Linked DNA regions of Mus musculus: regions 2 and 3 are each linked to region 1. A link is a contact called in public Hi-C and HiChIP or PLAC-seq data. All regions are on one chromosome and are shown on one strand. Each heading gives the region's core, a stretch centred on a gene start, on an enhancer-like site or on the middle of the called end of the contact. The rest is flanking DNA. Distances are from core to core; before and after follow the strand shown.

What was found. A called contact is a pair of places that touch in the nucleus more often than the background predicts. HiChIP or PLAC-seq counts read pairs in DNA pulled down with a chosen protein or histone mark.
Region 2: a contact with region 1 is called in an H3K4me3 HiChIP or PLAC-seq map of the SCID.adh cell line, with 11 read pairs. The contact joins the promoter of Foxn2 here to the enhancer-like site in region 1. A contact is called at or near these places in 9 of 39 promoter capture datasets (the C10 cell line, the HPC-7 cell line, cranial neural crest and 6 more), 4 of 484 Hi-C or Micro-C datasets (CD4 T cells, bone marrow-derived macrophages, pre-B cells and 1 more), 15 of 115 datasets of contacts at active chromatin or transcription factors (DN3 thymocytes, the SCID.adh cell line, bone marrow-derived macrophages and 11 more) and 1 of 9 other capture datasets (liver).
Region 3: a Hi-C map of muscle stem cells shows a contact between it and region 1, with 2.4 times the contacts expected there. The contact joins two enhancer-like sites. A contact is called at or near these places in 7 of 484 Hi-C or Micro-C datasets (3T3-L1-derived adipocytes, bone marrow-derived macrophages, embryonic fibroblasts and 4 more), 6 of 115 datasets of contacts at active chromatin or transcription factors (bone marrow-derived macrophages, double positive thymocytes, embryonic basal ganglia and 3 more) and 1 of 9 other capture datasets (embryonic stem cells).

What each region holds. Positions count from the first base shown.
Region 1 is chr17:88,041,574-88,045,156 of GRCm38.p6, forward strand. The region is part of intron 1 of Fbxo11 (F-box protein 11); the gene reads right to left. Among named protein-coding and RNA genes, the nearest start is that of Fbxo11, 23 kb to the right of the region's middle. Within about 2 kb of position 1,373, at least 148 of the 459 cell types and tissues checked have an H3K27ac peak or open chromatin away from gene starts, as enhancers often do. A contact at or near this core is called in DN3 thymocytes, the HPC-7 cell line, the SCID.adh cell line and 7 more, where this site is marked.
Region 2 is chr17:88,438,762-88,442,013 of GRCm38.p6, forward strand. Foxn2 (forkhead box N2) reads left to right here and starts at 1,943. Exons shown (of 6, transcript NM_180974.5): 1 at 1,943-2,123.
Region 3 is chr17:88,504,019-88,507,685 of GRCm38.p6, forward strand. No RefSeq gene overlaps it. Among named protein-coding and RNA genes, the nearest start is that of Ppp1r21, 24 kb to the right of the region's middle. Within about 2 kb of position 1,598, at least 47 of the 459 cell types and tissues checked have an H3K27ac peak or open chromatin away from gene starts, as enhancers often do. A contact at or near this core is called in muscle stem cells, where this site is marked.

The sequences.
Region 1 (3,583 bases), core at 123-2,622:
CTTACCACTGCAACATCTTTTCTCTATACTGTTCTGTCTCACAGCCAGTGCTGTCCTGGAATTCACTTAACAGTCCAGACTGGCCTCAAACTTACAACCTTCCTTCTTTATAACCTAATAGAGAAAACAGATGCACTGAGGTTATAGGCAAGGCCCATCATCCATCTCTTCTTCCTTCTATTAACTCTTTCTCTCTCCTCTGAGACACGGTCTCTTAGACCTCAAGCTGGTCTGAACTTAAACTCACTGTGAAACTAAGAATGGTGCTGAACTCAAAATCCTCCTGGCTTCCACCTCCCAGATCCTAGAATTACAGGTAAGTGTCACCAAGCCTGGCTTCTCAGTTCTTCCCTATTCTCACATCTGTCTTCCTTCTAGTTTCACGTGAACTTCTAGATTTTTTTTTTTGCCTTTTTGAGTTCTTTTCTGAATTTTCACAATTCATATTCCATCTCCTGTTAGTTTACCATATTTTTCCTGAGTTCCTATACTCCTAATTTTGGATCATCTTTTACAGAAACTTTTACAGATTTTTCCAACTCCCGGTACAGCTGTGTATACCTCTAAGCCTAGCTCTTGTTAGACAGAGATAGAGGACCACTGCAAGTTTGAGGATATTCTGGTTTATATTAAGTGAGTTCTAAGACATCTAAGGTACACAGTGAGAGAGACTGTCTCAAAACTCAAATAGGGTGGGGGGAGGGGGTAGTGGAGGAGAAACCACACATGGTAGGCAGCTTACACATCTAATTGAGGGGTCAAGGCATGAGGACCACCACAAATTCTAGGCTAGCCTGGGCTGTAAAGCGAGACCTTCAATCTCATGCATATCACGCCCCCCCCCCCCCCTTTCTAATGCGTCCTTTTGTGCTTTGGTTTAAGTTTTTGCTACCATGACTGCTTTTTAAAAAACAAACACACACAAAACAGAATACACTGGTTCCAAGTGATTGGGCAGGGCAGGTGTCAGAGGGCTGAGACCTCCCAATGCCAGAGACCAGCTGTTTCTGAGCACGTGACTGTATGCTGCTGCACTGCTCTACTTTCTCTTCCTTCTTAGATCAGACTAGATATTCTGCCATGGACTCTCACTACAGATGACTTCACCATGAGCCCCTCCCCACTCCCTCCCTCCAGGAAGCACACACTGTCTGCGCGTCTCAGATGCTTCTGATAGCTGTAACTAATCATAGTCTTTCATTTCAGTGAAAATGAAGGTTAATGGTTTCCCCCCCCCCTTATTCTTCTTTCTTTTTTATAGTTTCTAGAGGAAAAAAAAAAAAAAAAGACCCAGGCAAAGGCAGCTGCTATTTGTACCAAAAGACGGCTAACTGCCTGTGAGTGTTCCGTTTGTCAATGCTGGTTTTGGAGAGACAGAGACTCTCAATACTGAAATTCACAGCACCGTTCTTTTGGTTTTTCTCTATGACACAACTTTAAAACACATGAGAAGTAATGGTGACTCACAGTCTAGTAGTGATTAAGTAGACGTCAATATACACGTGAAGTATTATGCATCCATTAAGAACCATTTTCAAAGAAATGTACGTTTGTATATTTCTAGTGGATAAATAACAATATAAAAGTACACATTACAATATAATGTCTAATACACACAATTTTTACATAGTTCTATGTTTTAGATATTTACTTTCACCAAATGAAAAGAAATATAGTCTTCTTAAGTTTTTTAAATTGCTATTTTTAACTTTTAAACATCCTGAATTAAAAAAAAAGTAAGACTGTAACTTATTACTTATTATTTTCTCTTTCAGAAAAAGACAGGTAACTGCAGCACAATTGGTGATTGACCTTATGTAACAAAAAATGCTGTGCTTCTTAGAAACATTGTAAAACCTTTTATATGAGAGACAATCATTACCAGTATAGTATAATATAGTTAATTAAAACTTCATCCAGGCTGTTTAATCAAAAAGAAATGGTTTCTAATCTACTAACATTTCCTAAACTTCTGTTCTGTTGTATGTAAACTATATAAAGTATCTGTTTAATGAGGTCTATTACTAAGGGCATTAAGACTAAAGGGCATTTAGTGTTTTCCTAGGACAGTGACCAATAAATAATGATTATTATTATGCTCTAAATTGTATTTGTCACTATTATTAGAAATAGTCAACATTGTTTCCCATGTGTCAAGTTAAATAACTGGAACATAATAAATGCTTCCAAAATATCTTGTCATGCTTAAAATAAATTACAGTTTCTATTGTGTATTACAAGTCCATGGATTGATATCATACACTTTTAAATAAGACAAATATGCTCCAGTTAAATATTTAGCTAATTTAACGGTCAAACAGCATTACTGCTTGGAAACCTTTGTCTGGAATGCTGGGGATAGGAGTATGGCTCCTCCCATCTCAATTCTTTTGAGACAATGGTCTCAATATAGCTGGCATCAAATTCACTAGAGGTAGAGGCTGGCCTTTAGGATGGTTCTCAATGCCAGCTTCTCCTGCCTTCACGTACCACGGTCTGGGATTACAAGCCTGCCCCACTACAATCACCAGGTACTTCTGACATCTGTCTGCCTGGATTACCTACTCAACATTGCTAAACCAAACCCCACAATTCAAGATGTCCAGAAGTCTGAAAATTATGAGTACCAACATATGCTATATCAATAAGCTGGAGTTCAGAGCATTCTGGATTTTTAGCATTTAGGATCATGTAAGACAGTAAACAAACCAGTATTATTATATAAAATATAAATAAATAAAATACTGTAAAATATTTACTAATAATTCAACACTCATTATGGCTCCATAATTTGGCCTTTCCTATGATGGTGGTAGTGAGTACCTGAGGCTGTGATATGGGTAGCTACTAAGGTGGCATAGGAAGCCAAGTGTGGTGGCACACACCTTTTAATCTCAGCACTCAGGATGTAGAGGCAGAAGGATTTCTGTGAGTTCGAGGCCACCCTGGTCTATACAGAGTAAGTTCCAGGACAGTGGGGGCTACACAGAAAAACACTACCTTGGAAAACAAAACAAAACAAAACGTTACTTGACAGAAGTGGTGGCCTATCTATCACCCCAGGATTTGGGAAGCAGAGATCAAGGACCCCCTAAGCCCAGTGCCCAGCCAAACTAAACCAACCTACAACAAACAAACCTATCTACTCTCTCTGAGCATCTCTGGAAATCATTTCAACCCCAGTTGTTCCAGACACATTTCATGTACTCATTCATTCAATAACATTTCATCTTTCCATTAATGGGTATTATAAATTGCACAATAAACAAATCTGGCAATTTTTACCAAACTTTAAAATGCAAATCCCTCCAAACTCATCCAAACAGTCATCAAATGTACACTTTTGTTATATCAACTACACCTCAAGAAAACCTAATAAATGGAGAGAAAAAAGAATTATCCTTTTGACCCAATGACATGAATTTATGAATCTATTTCCTGAAATTGTGATATAAACATGCAAAGATACCAGCATAAGGTTAATTGCTACAGTTCAATAAAGACAAAAATTTAAAATATAAGTATTAATCAAAAGAAAAATACTCAAATAAATAAAGTGTGTTTACATAGTAACTATAAAAAA
Region 2 (3,252 bases), core at 693-3,192, 400 kb after region 1:
GCTCTTCCTTTCCTTCTCGTGCTCTTTCTTCTGTATCTTCTTTAATTTGTCTACATGAGTGGGGGGCAACAGTGATGCTATGTAAGGAGATTTGCAGTAGATGTTGCTCCTCCGCTGAAGCACATCTTACATTTGCCCTGAGATTTCGTACTCTGAAGAAAACTGGGATTCTCCGGGACTTTGAAAAGAAAACAAACAAACAAAACAAAATGAAATAGAACTGGTAGGCGAGCTTACATGGATCATACGAATAATGTTGTTTGTGGAATGAGGGAATCAAATATTTCTGGCTTTGTTCTTGTACATCGGGGTGCCTACAATTCCTCTGCATCTCTGCCATATTCACAGCTCATCTACTTTACTGCGAGCAGATAGCCTGCTTCAGTCATTTTATATGCAAAGACATTGAATAGTCAACATCCCCTCATCAGGAACCAAATGAAGCTTTGTTGAGCAAGCAGACGGGCAATGTCTCCGTTTTAGAGACCCTTTCTCTTAATCCATTTATATCTGTGTGAAACAGGTATCAGTAGCATGGTTTTTAAAGAACTGGGTATAGAAATTGAAAGGTTTAATTTCCAGGTTCATAATGATAACAGTAAACTCAAACTATAGTTTTCTTTTAGAAATTCAATGGAATAGTCCTCTCTCTCTCTCTCTCCCTATGTAGATGGCCTTAAACATTTGAGTCTCCTATGTCCTCCTTCCAAGTTCCAGGATTACAGGAATGAGGCACTATACCCTGCTTTCCTTTTGAGACAGACTTCTTTTTTTTTTTTTTTTTTTTTTTTTTTCTGAGGCAGGGTTTCTCTGTGTAGCCCTGGCTGTCCTGGAACTCACTCTGTAGACCAGGCTGGCCTCGAACTCAGAAATCCGCCTGCCTCTGCCTCCCGAGTGCTGGGATGAAAGGCGCGCGCCACCACCGCGCAGCTGAGACAGAAACTTCTTATGAAGGCCAGGGTGACCTCTAAATCTTGGCACTCCTCCAGCCTCACCCTACCCAGTACTGATACATAAACCTTCACTGCCAAGGGCAGTTTGATAGGCTACTTCTAGGCTTCAGTTTCCTTCTATGTAAAGGGAATTCCTGAAATTGTAGAGTTGGCAGATTCACTAAAACATGAAGCAACCAGAAAGTATACCCCGAAGGGAATGTCCTTAACATTAAAAATTATTCTACATTTGTCTGCAATTCAGAATTAACTGGCCACTCCCGTTTTATCTAGCAGCACTGTACCCGCAATACAGTGTAGGCAATACGTGTACAATGCATATTAAGTCCTTATTACTGTACACAGCAATTAGTGAGAGCTCTGTACATTTTTGTTGTTGCTGTGTTGCCTTTTATTACTGGTTTTTAATTTGGGAGACAGAGTCTCAGAAAATCTTTAGTAAAATTTGGATCTGATTCCAAAGCCCCATTTCCCCTCTAAAATCTGCTCTGCATAGAGTTTCCACGGCACTTCAGTCAGAAGAAGGTAGCGTTGTTCTCAAGAAAGCTTCCCGGTCCCCACACTTTCAAAGCCAAGGGGCTGTTCGGGCCGTCGCGGCAGCCCCAGCACACGCGTCGCGGGCGGACACTCGCGCGTCCCGCGCCAGCTCGTCCACTCAGCAGCCGCGCCGCGCCTCGGTCGCCCTCCCATAGGTCCTTCCGGGCGACAGGCGAGGGCTTTTCATTTTCCCGCCTGCACGCCCAGCTCCGTAAACCTCAGCGTCCCCTCGCTTTGCCTTCCGAGCCCGCTCCACCCTTCCGGACGCCACCTTCCCCCCCACCCGCCTGCAGGACGACAGCTCGGAGGGGCGGCCGCCGCCCTGGTAGGAGGCGGGACGAGGCAAGGGCGGGCTGCGGGAGGCGGGACGGAAGGAGGGGCGGGGCCAAGCGCCTTGGCGCCGCGTTGTCATGGCAGCGGGGCGGGGAGGAGGGGAGGAAGCGAGCAGGCGGGAGGGGTGGGGGGGGGGGGGATGTGGTGCTGCGGCGGCCGCCACCGCAGCTGCCACTGCCTGCTCGCGCCTGGGTGTCCCGGAGGCGGCTGCTGGGAGCCACGGGAGCAGCTGCGGTGCTCTGCCATATTGTGTCTGGCCCGGCCCGGCCCTCGCCTCTGGTTCGCGGCGGCTGAGTGACGGTGAGTCCCCGGGGTCGCGCGGCGCGGCGCGGCGCGGAGGCAGCGTGTGCGGCCGGCGCTGGGCGTGGGGGCGCGGAGGCGGCTGTCCCGTGACGCGCCGGGACATTTTTGTGTCCCGGGAAGAATTGGCGCCCCTGCGCGGGGGTGTACCCGGCGCGCGGCTCCGGCAGAGCGTGGGCTGCCCCGGGGGTGTGGAACCGAGGCGAGCACGGGTCCCCGGGAGTGAGGAGTTAGGAGTTTTCTCCCGAGGTAATGACCGTACCGGAGGGGGCGTCGCGCAGTCGGAGCCACAGAGGGCAGAGGACGCCCAGGCGGAAACCTGCGACCCCGGGAGTTGCTGCTCTAAGAGTCCCGGGGAGCCCGCGCCAGCCACGTCGCCGCTCCGGCTCCCATCCGAGCGGGACGCGCGCGGCGTGGAGTCCCAGTCCGGGGCCCGGCCCGGCCCGGGCGGGATGGCTGGGCCCGGAGAAGTAGTGCCCAGGAGGACTCGCGTAAACTTCGGGCGCGGGGCCCCGATGTGGGGTGGCGACCCCAGCCCGGTTCTCGCGGCCGGAGGCGCCCCCAAGCCTGGCTGGCCCGGGCCGGGGGTGGGGTGGGGTGGGGTGGGGGTGGGACTTGGACTGTTTCGGCGTTGCAACATGTGCACTTCCTGTTCGCCATCTCCTTCGGGGCCGAGGTTACTTCTGCCCTCCGGCCCGGCGCTCGGGCCGGGAGGGTGCGCGGTGGTCCGCGGCCTTGAGCTTGGGTGCCGGCCGGCGTGCAGTGCCCGGCAGCCCGAAGCCGAGCCGGGGAGGTTAGGGGCAGGGAGTCCACGTGCTCGGTGCTCGGTCTTGCACTGCAAACTCCGCCCCCGGCTGCCCTCCGGCAAAATGCCTGGGTTCCCACCGCCGCACCTCACGCGAGTTGGGGGTAGCAATTTCATTGGGAAGCCGCGCTCTCGAGATCTTCTTGCACTTGGTTTCTGCTTTAAAGCTTTCCTTTTTCCACCTTTTGGGTGGCGGTGGGAGGAGTCATAAGTGCAGAGAAATGACAGACTTTTTTTTTTTTTCCCCTACTTGCAACTCCGCTGTGAGCGGTTAATTATTTCCAGGTTAGTTGGTGCTCTTTTCTCCTGTCTTCTGATTGTGAC
Region 3 (3,667 bases), core at 348-2,847, 460 kb after region 1:
ATAGAGAAAGAAGAAACAGGACTGAATAAACGTGTGCAGAAGGATCCTGTAGCAGCGTCGTTCTTCCTGGCCAGTTGAGTGCGCGCAAGTCATATGACTTAGCTGCAGTCCCTGGCGCCTTTGGGACTGCCGCCACACCCGCTCCCCACAATTCATGGCTGGGCCACCTCTCCAGCCCCTGGCAGCATTTTCAGTTGTTCCCAGGCACTGCCAGTGGGAAAAGCACTCCCACAGAGGGGACCAGCTGCCCACCCAGTGTCCCCTCGCTCCTTCTTGCTACAGACCCAGTAGATGAAAGGCAGCAATGCCCAAGTGGATACCACACTTCCAGCATGGCGTTGAGCACGGGGACCGCCAATGGGCTAGAGAGAGAGTTCTGAGGTGAGAATTCCAAGCCTCCGCTTCCCTTCCTCCCCACGCCCTCCTCTTTCTCTTCCCTCTCTTTCCTTCTTCCAAGTTATATTATGAACACAGTGGCTGGGCCTTAGCAACCATTCTCTAGTTATGAACTTGGAGGTGGAATTTGAGTCTAGGAATGTTGAAAGAGAAGCAGCGAGAAGCTTGGTTAAGCCAGCCCAAGAATCTCCGTCCTTAGGTTGATTTTCTCGTGAGGAAAGCAAACCCTTACCTTGTCTAAGCAACCGCTCCCTGAAGGACAACATTAAGGGCATTTTGGACATTTTTGGGAGGGAGGAAGGTTATATATATTTTTTTTGTCACAATGAATAAAAGTAGTATCTTACATTCAGTAAATATAGGATATCCTGTTTACGTTCATGTAAGTTTAAACACAACAGTGACAGCAAAATGTTTATAATTAACTGTGCTTTGACTCTAACATATACATATGTGACATATATTTATGAATATACCCTATAAACATTTTATATATGCATAAGCACAATACTTTTTTGTGTGGTAACAGACATGTAATTTTCTGGGAATTTGACTTTCATATAAACCAAAGAACTCTTGGATTTTGCTTTTTGAATCTTAATTAGGATTTATTCCCCACCCACAAAGTAATGTCTACATTGGCAGTGTTAACTGGTTCCCATATAGCACACTTATATTAATCTCTTTGGAGTTATCCATTTAGGACAAATGCCCAAATCTTTCATCCTATCTCACAGGGTAGCATACACGAGAGGCATTTGCTGGATTAGAAATGGCCTCCCCCCACCCCCATTTGTCTTTTGATCTCTCCAGAGAAGAACAGTGAGAGAGGGAGCACACGGGTAGGTGCTTGTCAGTTCAGGGTCACAGTTGCGCTGGGGTTAGGTAGGGGAAGCGTAGGCCTTTATGATGCTCGAAGCCCTGCTTGCTACAGAGAAGGCAGGGAGAGCAGCATGCCCAGGGCCATTGGAAGACCTGCAAGCCAGAATTATCAGCCTTGCCTTTTGCCACGGTCAGCCCGCTGCAACTGCTGAGTTAAAGGCATGCTCGAGGTCCTTAATTGGAGCAGATAATTGGTGAGCTGGCTCCGTGCACAGGAAATGTGTTCAGATGGATTTGGCGAAGTAGAGCAGGAAGAAGGGAGACCACCTGATATCCTCTTGTGCCAAGGAGGGCAGCACAAAGGGGCAGTGTCTCCCAGCACAGCATGGGGCCAGCAAGTGCTGTAAGCCCAGGGTCGTGTTCCCTTCAGGAACCTCAGCACCAGAACCAACCGGGTGATGGCTGGGCAAACAATGGCCAGAAGCCACAGGGGCAGACTCTGGGCTGAAGAGGCTTCCCTGCCTCGTGCACACCAGTTAACCTCTTGGTGTCTGCTTCGTTAAAAATCCCCAAACATGTTAAAATCTTGCCATACTCTTCCATGAGATCCACAAATGGTGCTTGCATGTCTACACAGTGACACACATGCCAGGGTCTGTATCTACAGACGGTTTCTGAACCTAGAAGAGGAGAGTCAAACAAACAAACAGGCTCCATGAGCCTTCCTCTTCTTCAGTAAATCACTACTACTTTCTGCTCAGGTTGGGACACGTGGCCAGAAAGCCCCCTGCGCTTTGTCCTGACAGTGGAGCTGACCATTGCTGGGGCAACAGAAATATAGCAGCAGCGGCAGCAGAGATGTCCCTTTCCGAGGCCAAGGATGTGCGCCCGATGTCCAGCCCTGTGACTGACAGAGGCACAGTTCCAGCTTCTTTTTGAAACCTTTATTCCTGGAAAACCCTTCGGTATGAACTGTGTTCAAGAGCAGAAAGGAAGTGAAGGGCCGCGATGGCCGCTCCCCTGCGTGCTCAGTGTGCCTGCTACAAACATGCGCAGGAGGCAGGCGCACATGCGTCCTGCGGAGCCATAGCTCATTTTTTTTTTTTTCTTTCTTATTTTGCTCTGGTGTTGAGAACAAACCCGGGGTCTTCTGCTTAGTAGGCAAAAACTGTGCTACCCCGAGCCCAGCAGCTCCTCTGTGAGCCTTCAGCTTCAGTCACTTCTAGCTTCAACTTGTTTCTTGTTTTGTTTTGACATTTCTTGTTTTTGTTGTATTTTTTTGGTTTGGTTTGATTTTTGGAGACAAGGTTTCTCTATGTAGCCCTCGCTCTCCTGGAACTTGATCTGTAGACCAGGCTGGCCTCAGAGATCTACCTGCCTCTGCCTCCTGAGTGCTGGGGTTAAAGGTGTGTACACCACCATCTTGCTTATTAATTTTTTAAAGTTTTAAATTAAAATTTATTTACCTCCCCACATTCCTGTGTATGTGTCCCGTGCATTCTATAGCACGTGTGTGGCAGTCAGATGGGGGGGGGGGCGGCGGCGGCGGCGGGGGTGTGTGTCTCTGCAGGGGTCAGGCAGAGAAGCAAAGGGAGAAGAGAAGAGAATGAAATTCCGTTCAGCTTTGTTAGCCAAGTCTGCTATCGGGTGGTTTATTCCCAACATATTTAAGCCCAGTATAATTTGGTGGGGAAAAGTTTCCTGGTATAATACAATCCCTGGTGCACCCAAATAGACATAATTACATGAAAACGCGACTCAGGGCACATACCATTTCTTCCAAGAAGGTGATTTCTTGAGATATGCTTTGGCCTGGACTCAGTCATACAGATAGCATAGAGGCCATTTGGGCTATTAACCACGTCTGGTCCTGGATTAAGAACTTGGTGGAGCCTCTGGCTACAAGGGTCATTTAGACAATTAGATATTGCAGTCCTGGTTGATATAGCCTGGCCCAACAGATAACGAGGATCACAAGACTATTGATCACTTCCAATTCTCACTTTCCCATTGGAAAGACTGCTGTGTGCTTAACATTCTTGGATTCTCTGGGGAAATCTGTGTGTGCAAACACTTTAGTGCTGTGCTCCCACAGAGGACAACACATAGGACTTGATTCTGTCCTGTTGCCATGTGGCTCCCAGAGATCGAACCAAGGTGGCCAGGCTTGGCATCGAGGGCCACCCTGCCCGCAGCCATCTCAGAGACCCATTTCTGTTTTTTGAGACAAGATCTTCCTGTATATCTCCAGCTGGTCTGGAGCGCCTGATCGTCTTGCCTCCGTGTCTCAAGTGCCAGGATGACAGAAGTGTACCATCAGTGGCCAGATGGAGCTGCTCGCAGAGGATTTCCTCCTGGCCTGCCAGGAGCCCTGCCTGCCTGGCCTTGGGTCTGGGGCGGGCTTCCTGTAAGTCTTTCCCAGCGTGGTAGATGGACAAAGGCAAGAGAT